3 separate regions of the Ovis aries genome follow, and regions 2 and 3 are each linked to region 1. A link is a contact called in public Hi-C data. All regions are on one chromosome and are shown on one strand. Each heading gives the region's core, a stretch centred on a gene start, on an enhancer-like site or on the middle of the called end of the contact. The rest is flanking DNA. Distances are from core to core; before and after follow the strand shown.

Region 1 (2,681 bases), core at 59-2,558:
ACTAGAATCCCACCTTACCCCTAGATATTTCATTTTAGTTATTTTCCACCCACAGATATACCCATACCCCCACTGCTCCTTGGTGATAATTTTCACTTGCTCATTCTATATTCCAGAGAAGGAAATGGCAACCCACTCCAGTATTCTTGCCTGGAGAATCCCAGAAACGGAGGAGCCTGGTGGGCAGCTGTCTATGGGGTCGCACAGAGTCAGACACGGCTGAAGTGATTTAGCAGCAGCAGCATTCTATATTCAAAATTAAATCTGGTACTATATAGAGGTCTCTTTTTCCCTCTTGCAGTAGTCTTGAATTAAATCTGTTTTTAATGCTTTAACTGAAGCCCCTGTTGGCTCGGAAGTTAAAGAATCTGCCTGTAATTCAGGAGACCTGGGTTCAGTCCCTGAGTGGGGAAGATCCCCCGGAGAAGGGAATGGCTACCCATTCCAGTTATTCTTGCTTGGAGAATTCCATGGGCAGAGGAGCCTGGTGGGCTACGGCCAAGGAGTCGCAAAGAGCAACTAACACTTTCCTACTTTAACTACTGTCCACTGTGCTTAGTCACTCAGCTGTGTCCAACTCTTTGCAACCCCAGGGACTGTAGCCAGGGACTGTAGCCCGCCCGGCTCCTCTGTCCATGGTATCCTCCAGGCAAGAATACTGAAGTGGGTTGCTATGCCCTTCTCCAGGGGATCTTCCCTACCCAGGGATCAAACTTGGATCTCCTCCATTGCAGGCAGATTCTTTACCGCTGAACCACCAGGGAAGTCCGACTGCTGTCCAGCTCTGCTTTATGTTTGACAATGGCAGGTCCCACCTCAGAGACCCCATGCCTCTGGCCCTTGTGTCCCACTTCCTGTGTCCGCGGGAGGGCCTGTTGGGGCCAGGGCGGTGCAGTCCCCATTATACCCTGGGTTTGATCCTTTACGGCATCTCCTCCGGGGACTACAGAGAGCAAGAAACCAGGAACCGCTAGGAGGCGCCACGAGCCCTGTGGCAAGCAGCCTCCGCTCAAGATCTGTGCTCTCCCGAGCTGGGAAGGGCTTGGGCCCCGTTGCCAGCGGTTCCCTCCCACCCGGGCACCATCTCTGCCTGCTCCTTTGGGTCTAACGACGGTAGCTAGTTCCGCAAGGGGCTCCTCCAGTTGGGAGCCTTAAATTAATAAGCGGAAGACTGGAGAGGGACACGGAAGGGAGGGAAAGACAAGGGATGTAGAAGCAAAATGGAGGAGGCACGGGCTAAGGGAACGAGCACTAAGAACAGCAGCCCTTTGCAGACTCACAACGCGGACGGCAGGGGGCACCAGAGACCGCCCAAAGCCAAAGCTAAGCGCTACTGCCACAAGGCCCCCGCCCGGTTCTGCGCAGTACCGGGGCCTGTCCTGGGCTTTCAGGCTCTTGGTGGCTCCGCCCCTATCCGCAGCCGCTGCCCTGGTGACTGTCGTGCGCACTGCGGTCTCCGCTCCCCGGGACCACGGTTCTTAAGAAGGAGGAATAACCCTCCTCCCTTGCTCTGCCCCTCCTCCTCACCCCCGCCTCTTCCATCTTCTCATCCATCTTCTCTGTATTTATCTTTTTTTGTTTTATAGATAATGCATGCATAGATAAAGATATGTATGTGTGGAGATATTTATCCAAGCATTATTCGTAAAAAGGGAAACATTTGGAATCACAGTTGCCGAATAATCAATTAAGGAAACCAAAGGTAGACGGTCTCTCTAAAAATATTACTGAAACGCTAAAACAGTCGTCTGTCAGGACCATGTAACATCATGGAAAAATGACTTCCATATAATAGTAAGGTGAAAGAAATGAATCACCATGGTAAAATGTTAGCTGTACACAGAAAGGGAATGACAACCAAAACTCCTCCAAAGTATGAATAATGGTTTTCTACAGGTACAGTAATGCTTTTACAGATCTTTCACATTCCTACAGTATGTATAAATTCACACAAAAAGAAAATGAAACCTTTTTTTACAAATAAAGGAAGCAAGCTACATCCGGCTCTGTGTCTGGGCAGGAGGGGGAGCCTGGGCAAGGCTTGAGTTGGGTATGAGGGCTTCTCAGTGACTCCTTGTCAGCTCCCCCACCCCAACAGTTCCTTGGATCTACCCGTACCCATCTCTGCAACCGTAGTTTTCTGCTCCCTTTCCACTGTGCCCAGGAATCCCTACCTTAAGATCTCCACCTCCTACACACCCCAACCACACCCACCCAAACTGAAAATCTTACTCTGTAGGCTTCTTGAAATAATCTCCTGTTAACATTTCTCGGTTCAAAATATTTAAGAATCTCTCAATTGATCTACTGAGTTGAAGAAATTTATCCATGCTTGGCTTTGAAAATGCTCACATTTTGGCCTTGCTTTTCCATCCGCATGTGTATTAGACAAAGAGGGGGTCAGCTTTCCATCCCTTAATTCCTCCTCGCCTCACTGATGGTGCTCAGCGATCCATGCCCCTGGGCCTTGAGCCCTGAGCCCTGATGGGCAGTACAAAGTACCTGCGTGTGTTAACAGAGGCCTTCAGTGTAATAGACGGGATTGAAGTTAAAAGACAAGTAAATGGTATATAACTAGTTGCCTGAGTGGCAAATTCAAGTTTTGCTATTTTGTAACTTTCTGGAATATTTTACCAAACACACACACACACACATATTGGCTGCACCCTGCAACATGTGGT
Region 2 (2,681 bases), core at 91-2,590, 300 kb after region 1:
TGGTGTCCCAGTTTCCTCCTATAAAGTGGGACGATAATAACCTACCTCCCAGGGTTGTTGTGGGGATTAAATGGTCTAATAAGGCTGCTAAATGAGTGCAAACTAACCTGATCACCATTATGCTCAGACTCATTTTTTCAAGTTCACAGATCTGCCAAAGATCACACAGCTGGCAAGGATAGATGTGACTTGAATCTAGAGTCTTTGTTGATAATCTGGGATTATCGGGCCGCAAAGAATGAACAATGCGCCAGGCCTCATCCCTTCGTGAGACGCAAAACTTTTAAATCCTGAAACCTCTTAAGGAAAAGCCAACAGCGGATCGTGCCGTTGAAGCCCTAAAAGCTACGCCCCTCATGAATTATGCACAATGCCCCTAGACAAGCCACAGAAAACTCGGGCCGCTACTCACCTTCTTAGGCTTTATCAGTGTGATCTAAATTTACCCGGCAGACTGCAAGGCGCCCCTTTCAGCACGCCCCTTAAGCACAATGAACCGCTCCCTTGTGAATAATTCACAAGCTGATACTTCCAACGAACCAGGTGCGAAAAGGGCCAAAATGGTCTTCCTCAACAGCTCATCTCCTCACGCATAGCGAATAAAGCCATGGCAAAGGAAAGCCGGTGACACTCTGTCCCCTCGGAAGAGCCTAGCACGCTAGGCTCCAGCGTCCCTTCTACAGCCTGGGCTGGGGGCTCCTCTTCCTAAAACAACATGTGGGCCTCAATGTGTCCGGTCTCTCAGCCTTTAATACCCAAGCGCGGTGAGACATCATAATAGAAGCAGAGGTCACAAAGGCCATTAGATATCTCCACATGCCACGTCGGTCCCGCCTGTTCCCACCGTCACCAGGACCCTTCCTGAATCAAGCCCTTCCCAAATTCCGCCTTGAGTTCAGGAACCTCAAACTTTGCCTCTCCCCTTGGGAAGCACACCAAATCCTACCTCACTGACAAGAGTATTCATACACGGATCCTAAGGGTCTCCCCAAACATCCCCCTAAACCCAGTCTCTAAGGGGTATAAACCCTGCCTCCGAGGGACGCTCAGAAAACAGACTTCAAAGTCCCACCCCGGAGTCCCTAACGCCACTTGCGTCCCCTCAAAAACAGCCACCTCTAAATGCCACACGGGGCTCAGAGCTCCCAAATATGCCCCTTCGAGGATCCCAGAAATTGAGCCCCCTCCTTCGAATGCTGTTCGGGGGACTGGGGGGAACCTTCATCCAGCTCACCCCCTGTGCCGGGCGGAAGCCTCGCCTTCCTGCTGGAGATGAGCCGAAGCCACGGGGCAACGGAAGAGCAAATCACCTCAGGCGTAGAAGAACCAGAGTTTGCGCTGAGCTCAGAAGCGCGGGGCCTTGAGGGGGCGGGGGGCCGGTTTGGGACGTACCACAGATGCCAAGCTAGAGGGGAGCCCTCCCCTGATCCTGCTCTCTTGGAGCCTGTGTCAGACCCAGACACCCCTATGAGTTGTGGTACTTCCCAAACGCGCGAGGCATGCTGGGGGTCGTAGTCCAGTTGGGCCGGTGCCTGGTGCACGTGGTGGGCAGGAGCGCCCAGGGTACTGGAAAATGTGAACCTGGGCTGTGGAATTCCGGGAGCTGTACTCAGGGGGGTGGGGTGGGTAGGAAAAGGAATCAGAACACGGAAATAACTCCAAATGGAAAGGCACATTCATCCTACAGATGGAAAAGCTGAGGCTCAGGTGACCAAAGGAGTTCATTCATTTGACACTTATAGAGCTCAAACTGTGGGCCAGGTGCTAGGCATCTTCCTTGCTCTCAGGGAGCTGACAGACTAGAGAGACAGCCCATAAATGTAAAAATTTTATCTAATAAAATGTATCAATATTTGTAAATGTTACATGATAACTAGTATCAATATGTAAATAATTTACATCTGTAGGGAATTCCCTGACAGTTAGGACTCCGTGCTTTCACTGCCCAAGGCTCAGGGCAATGACTGATGGGTCAGCTAAGATCCTACAAGAGAGCAGTGTTGCCAAAAAAAAAAAAAACCCTACATATATAATAAATATATACACACTGTGTATAGTCTATATTCATATGTGAATATACAATTAAATAGACATGTAAATATGTGTTGTGTATATGTGATAACTACTACGGAGAAAAATAGAACAAGGTAAGGGGAAATTAGGCTTCCCAGGTGTCGCTAGGGGTTAAGAACCCACCTACCAGTGAAGGTAGACATAAGAGACACAGGTTTGATCCCTGGGTCTAGAAGATCCCTTGGAGTAGGAAATGGCAACCCACTCCAGTATTCTTGCCTGGAGAATTCCATGGGCAGAGGAGCCTGGCGGGCTACAGTCCATGGGGTCTCAAAGAGTCTGACATGGCTTAAGTGACTCAGCATGCACAAGGGGAAATCTGTGGGGGAAGGTTGCATTTTTAGGTAGTCTGGTTACAGAAGGCCCTCCAGAGAAGGTGTTGCTCCAGCCAAGGTAATTAACACAAAATGCCTTTATCACCTTATCCCAAATTCTGTATCACATATCCTGTCCTCAAATCCTCCAAATTTGCTCATCTGAAAAAGATTCCTTGAGTGCCTACTAAGTGCAGGGCTCCGGGAACATAGCAAAGAACACAGCAAGGAGACTCAGTTCAGTTCAGTCACTCAGTCATGTCTGATTCTCTGTGACCCCATGGACTACAGCAT
Region 3 (2,681 bases), core at 84-2,583, 270 kb after region 1:
TGTTAACACCATCGTGACTCCCTTACCACACATAGGACCTCAGAGCTCCGATCCCACCAGCGAACCTTCCAGCACCTCTACCACCTATCCACCAGCAACACCCACAGGGCCTTTCTACAGCTATAACCCCATTTGCATATCTCAGCACTCCTCTGACGTCCTCTTCCTTGTTATTCATCCTCGGGTCCAGCACCGCCCCTCTGCTAGCACACACTGAGCTTCAAAACCTTACACAGCGGTTAAGACTTATTACCACATGCTCTGACCCCCTCACAGCTGAGGCCCCCGTTAGCAAACCTCTAGTCTTTCACCACTCTGCCACCCATTTACACACCCCCTGGTCCTTCGATCACCCTACTCCCCACTAGCACCCATAGTACTTCCCATCCCTAGCTCCCAGACCAGGCCCAGGGCGGGGCCAAGGTCAGTGAGGCCCTGAATGACCCCCCACCCCGGTGCATTCTGGGAAACTCGCTGGGGGAGGGGGCACAGGCCAGCGGTGCAGCCCAGACCCCTGGGCACCGCCCGGGGTCTGGGTTGGTTCTGCAGGAAGAGCAGCCCCCACCCCATGCCTCGTGAACGCGCTCACCGGCGGGGGCGCGCGAGCAACCTCAGTGCCGCGGGGCCGGCGCGGTGGCGCCTGGGGCGGCGGCCCGGGCTGAGGCCGCGCGACCTCCTTCTCCTCCAGTTCGCCGCAGGCGCCCGTCCCAGTAGTCTTCGGCCATGGCTGCTGGGCCCGGGCCGCCGCCGGCTGAGGAGGAGGAGGCGGCGGCGGCGGCGGCGGCGGCTGAGGCGGAGGCGGCGTCCCGCTCAGCCGGCCATGAGCTTGGCCGCTGCGGGCGATGCCCCCGGGCTCGCTGGCGCCGGCTGGAATCCGAGAGCTCACGGCGGCTCGCGGTTCAGAGCCTACTGCTCACGGAGACGCGGCGAATCCCAGGGCCGAACAGCCAACGGCCAAACCGCTGCGCGCGCCGCGCTCCGCGCATGCGCACGCACGCGCTGGAAAGGGTGAAGTGGGAAGGAGGGGACTCACCTCGGACTGCAGGTACCAAAAGACCCGTCCGCAGCGGGAGGGGGCGCGGCCATTGCGCCCCCACTGGGGAATGTGGCGCTGGCCCTGGAACGGCGCCAGCGGGGAAATGTAGAGGTTATTTAGTACTGACTTCCGATCTTGCTAGAAGTTTGCTAACGCCGAAGAGGGCAGCAGCCAGTGACCAGCGTGCTGGTCACCACTCGCTCACCCTACTCGGTCTCACTTGGTACATCCCCATAATAGAAAACGGGACTTTTGCAAGGAGGAAAAAGACTGATGAGGCAGTCAGTCCTAGTCCCCCGAGGTGCCTCGGGAGGCAGGGATTTTAAAGGTTCGCGAGATGACTTTTCTCGGAGAGGCGGCCTGGAGAATCATTGGCCTTTTCCACCTTAGGTAGGACAGTGCCTAGCCCCGCCCAGCAGCTCCCCCGCCTTCCTCCCGGACCGCGAGCTCTTTCCAACTGTGAACGTTTGCAGCCCCGCCCTTTGAGGTGTCGCCCCGGCAATCGGATTTGCTCCCTGGGGTGAGGCTGAGCAAGAATGAAGGGCGTGGCCTGCCTTGAGAGGCGTGATTTCACCGCCCTGACCACGCCTCCGCAAGGTTTTCATTGGCTTCGCCGTGGAGGGGGCGGGTCTCCTTTTTGTTCCGAGCTCCCCTTACCATAGGTCGAATGTCTCGCAAGGTGATTGGTCAAAAGATCGCTCAATCGAATTTTATCCCGCCTCTAGCCACTCCCATCTCCTTCAACGAAGCTCACAGGGTGGAGCCTAGGCTCATGGGAAAGACGGACCTTTAAAGGGGCGAGTGCATTACTTGGCATGGCTGGGGCTTTGACTTGGAAGGGGACGTCTTTTTCCCTTCCCCTGAGGACTTGCACCCTAAATTGGGTTTTACTGCCACCTTTCACCGACTCGATGGACAGGAGTTTGAGCAAGCTCCAGGAGTTGGTGATGGACAGGGAAGCCTGACGTGCTGCAGTCCATGGGGTCGCAAATAGACATGACTGAGTGACTGAACTGCCACCTCTCAACTACCTCTTCTGAGCCTCCAGAGCCCCGCCCATGACTCCCTCCTGCGTTCTCCAAGTTTTCCATTTTATTTATTGGGTGCCTGTTGTGTGTGAAGCATTGCCAAGCCAACCTAATCCCTTACTCCTCTCTGCCTGGAAAACTCCTACACTATCACCAAGCCCAGTTCAAATGGAGGTAGACTCCATTGCACATCTTTACACAGTCTAAAGCCATATCCCCCACCTCTTCTGGGCTTCCCTTTATGATACCCTTGACCATACCAGTTCATGCAAACAAGGATTTACCAGAGCATGTTGAGAGTGGAACAACTTGACAAAAGTCCACCTCAGGATAGATCTTCAGGTCCATTACTTCCCAGGCCTCATCTGTTACCCTTCTCACTCCACTCCAGCCATACTATTATCCTAGCTGTTCCTGAATAAAGCAGGCACAATCCAGTCTCAGGGACTTTGGACTTGCTGTTCCCTTTGCCTGGAATGCTCTTCCCTCAGATATTCACATGCCTCATCCTCTTCAAGTCCTTGTTTTAATGTCCCCTTCTTCATAATGCCTTCTCTGACTCCCCTATTTAAAACTGCCTACCTGCACCCCATCATTCCAGACCTCACCTGGCTCTA

The links. Hi-C and Micro-C count contacts between places; a contact is called where the count stands out from the background.
Region 2: a contact with region 1 is called in a Hi-C map of hypothalamus, with 8 times the contacts expected there. The contact joins the promoter of UBA1 here to the enhancer-like site in region 1. A contact is called at or near these places in 11 of 16 Hi-C or Micro-C datasets (blood, hypothalamus, liver and 5 more).
Region 3: a contact with region 1 is called in a Hi-C map of blood, with 3 times the contacts expected there. The contact joins the promoter of CDK16 here to the enhancer-like site in region 1. A contact is called at or near these places in 3 of 16 Hi-C or Micro-C datasets (blood and liver).

The regions. Positions count from the first base shown.
Region 1 is chrX:57,327,808-57,330,488 of ARS-UI_Ramb_v3.0, forward strand. All of the region lies in intron 1 of ZNF81 (zinc finger protein 81), which reads right to left. Among named protein-coding and RNA genes, the nearest start is that of ZNF41, 50 kb to the right of the region's middle. Within about 2 kb of position 1,309, at least 37 of the 54 cell types and tissues checked have an H3K27ac peak or open chromatin away from gene starts, as enhancers often do. A contact at or near this core is called in hypothalamus and liver, where this site is marked.
Region 2 is chrX:57,625,264-57,627,944 of ARS-UI_Ramb_v3.0, forward strand. It overlaps UBA1 (ubiquitin like modifier activating enzyme 1), which reads right to left and starts at 1,341. Exons shown (of 26, transcript XM_004022138.6): 1 at 1,235-1,341.
Region 3 is chrX:57,600,115-57,602,795 of ARS-UI_Ramb_v3.0, forward strand. It overlaps CDK16 (cyclin dependent kinase 16), which reads right to left and starts at 1,334. Exons shown (of 17, transcript XM_060407294.1): 1 at 1,034-1,334.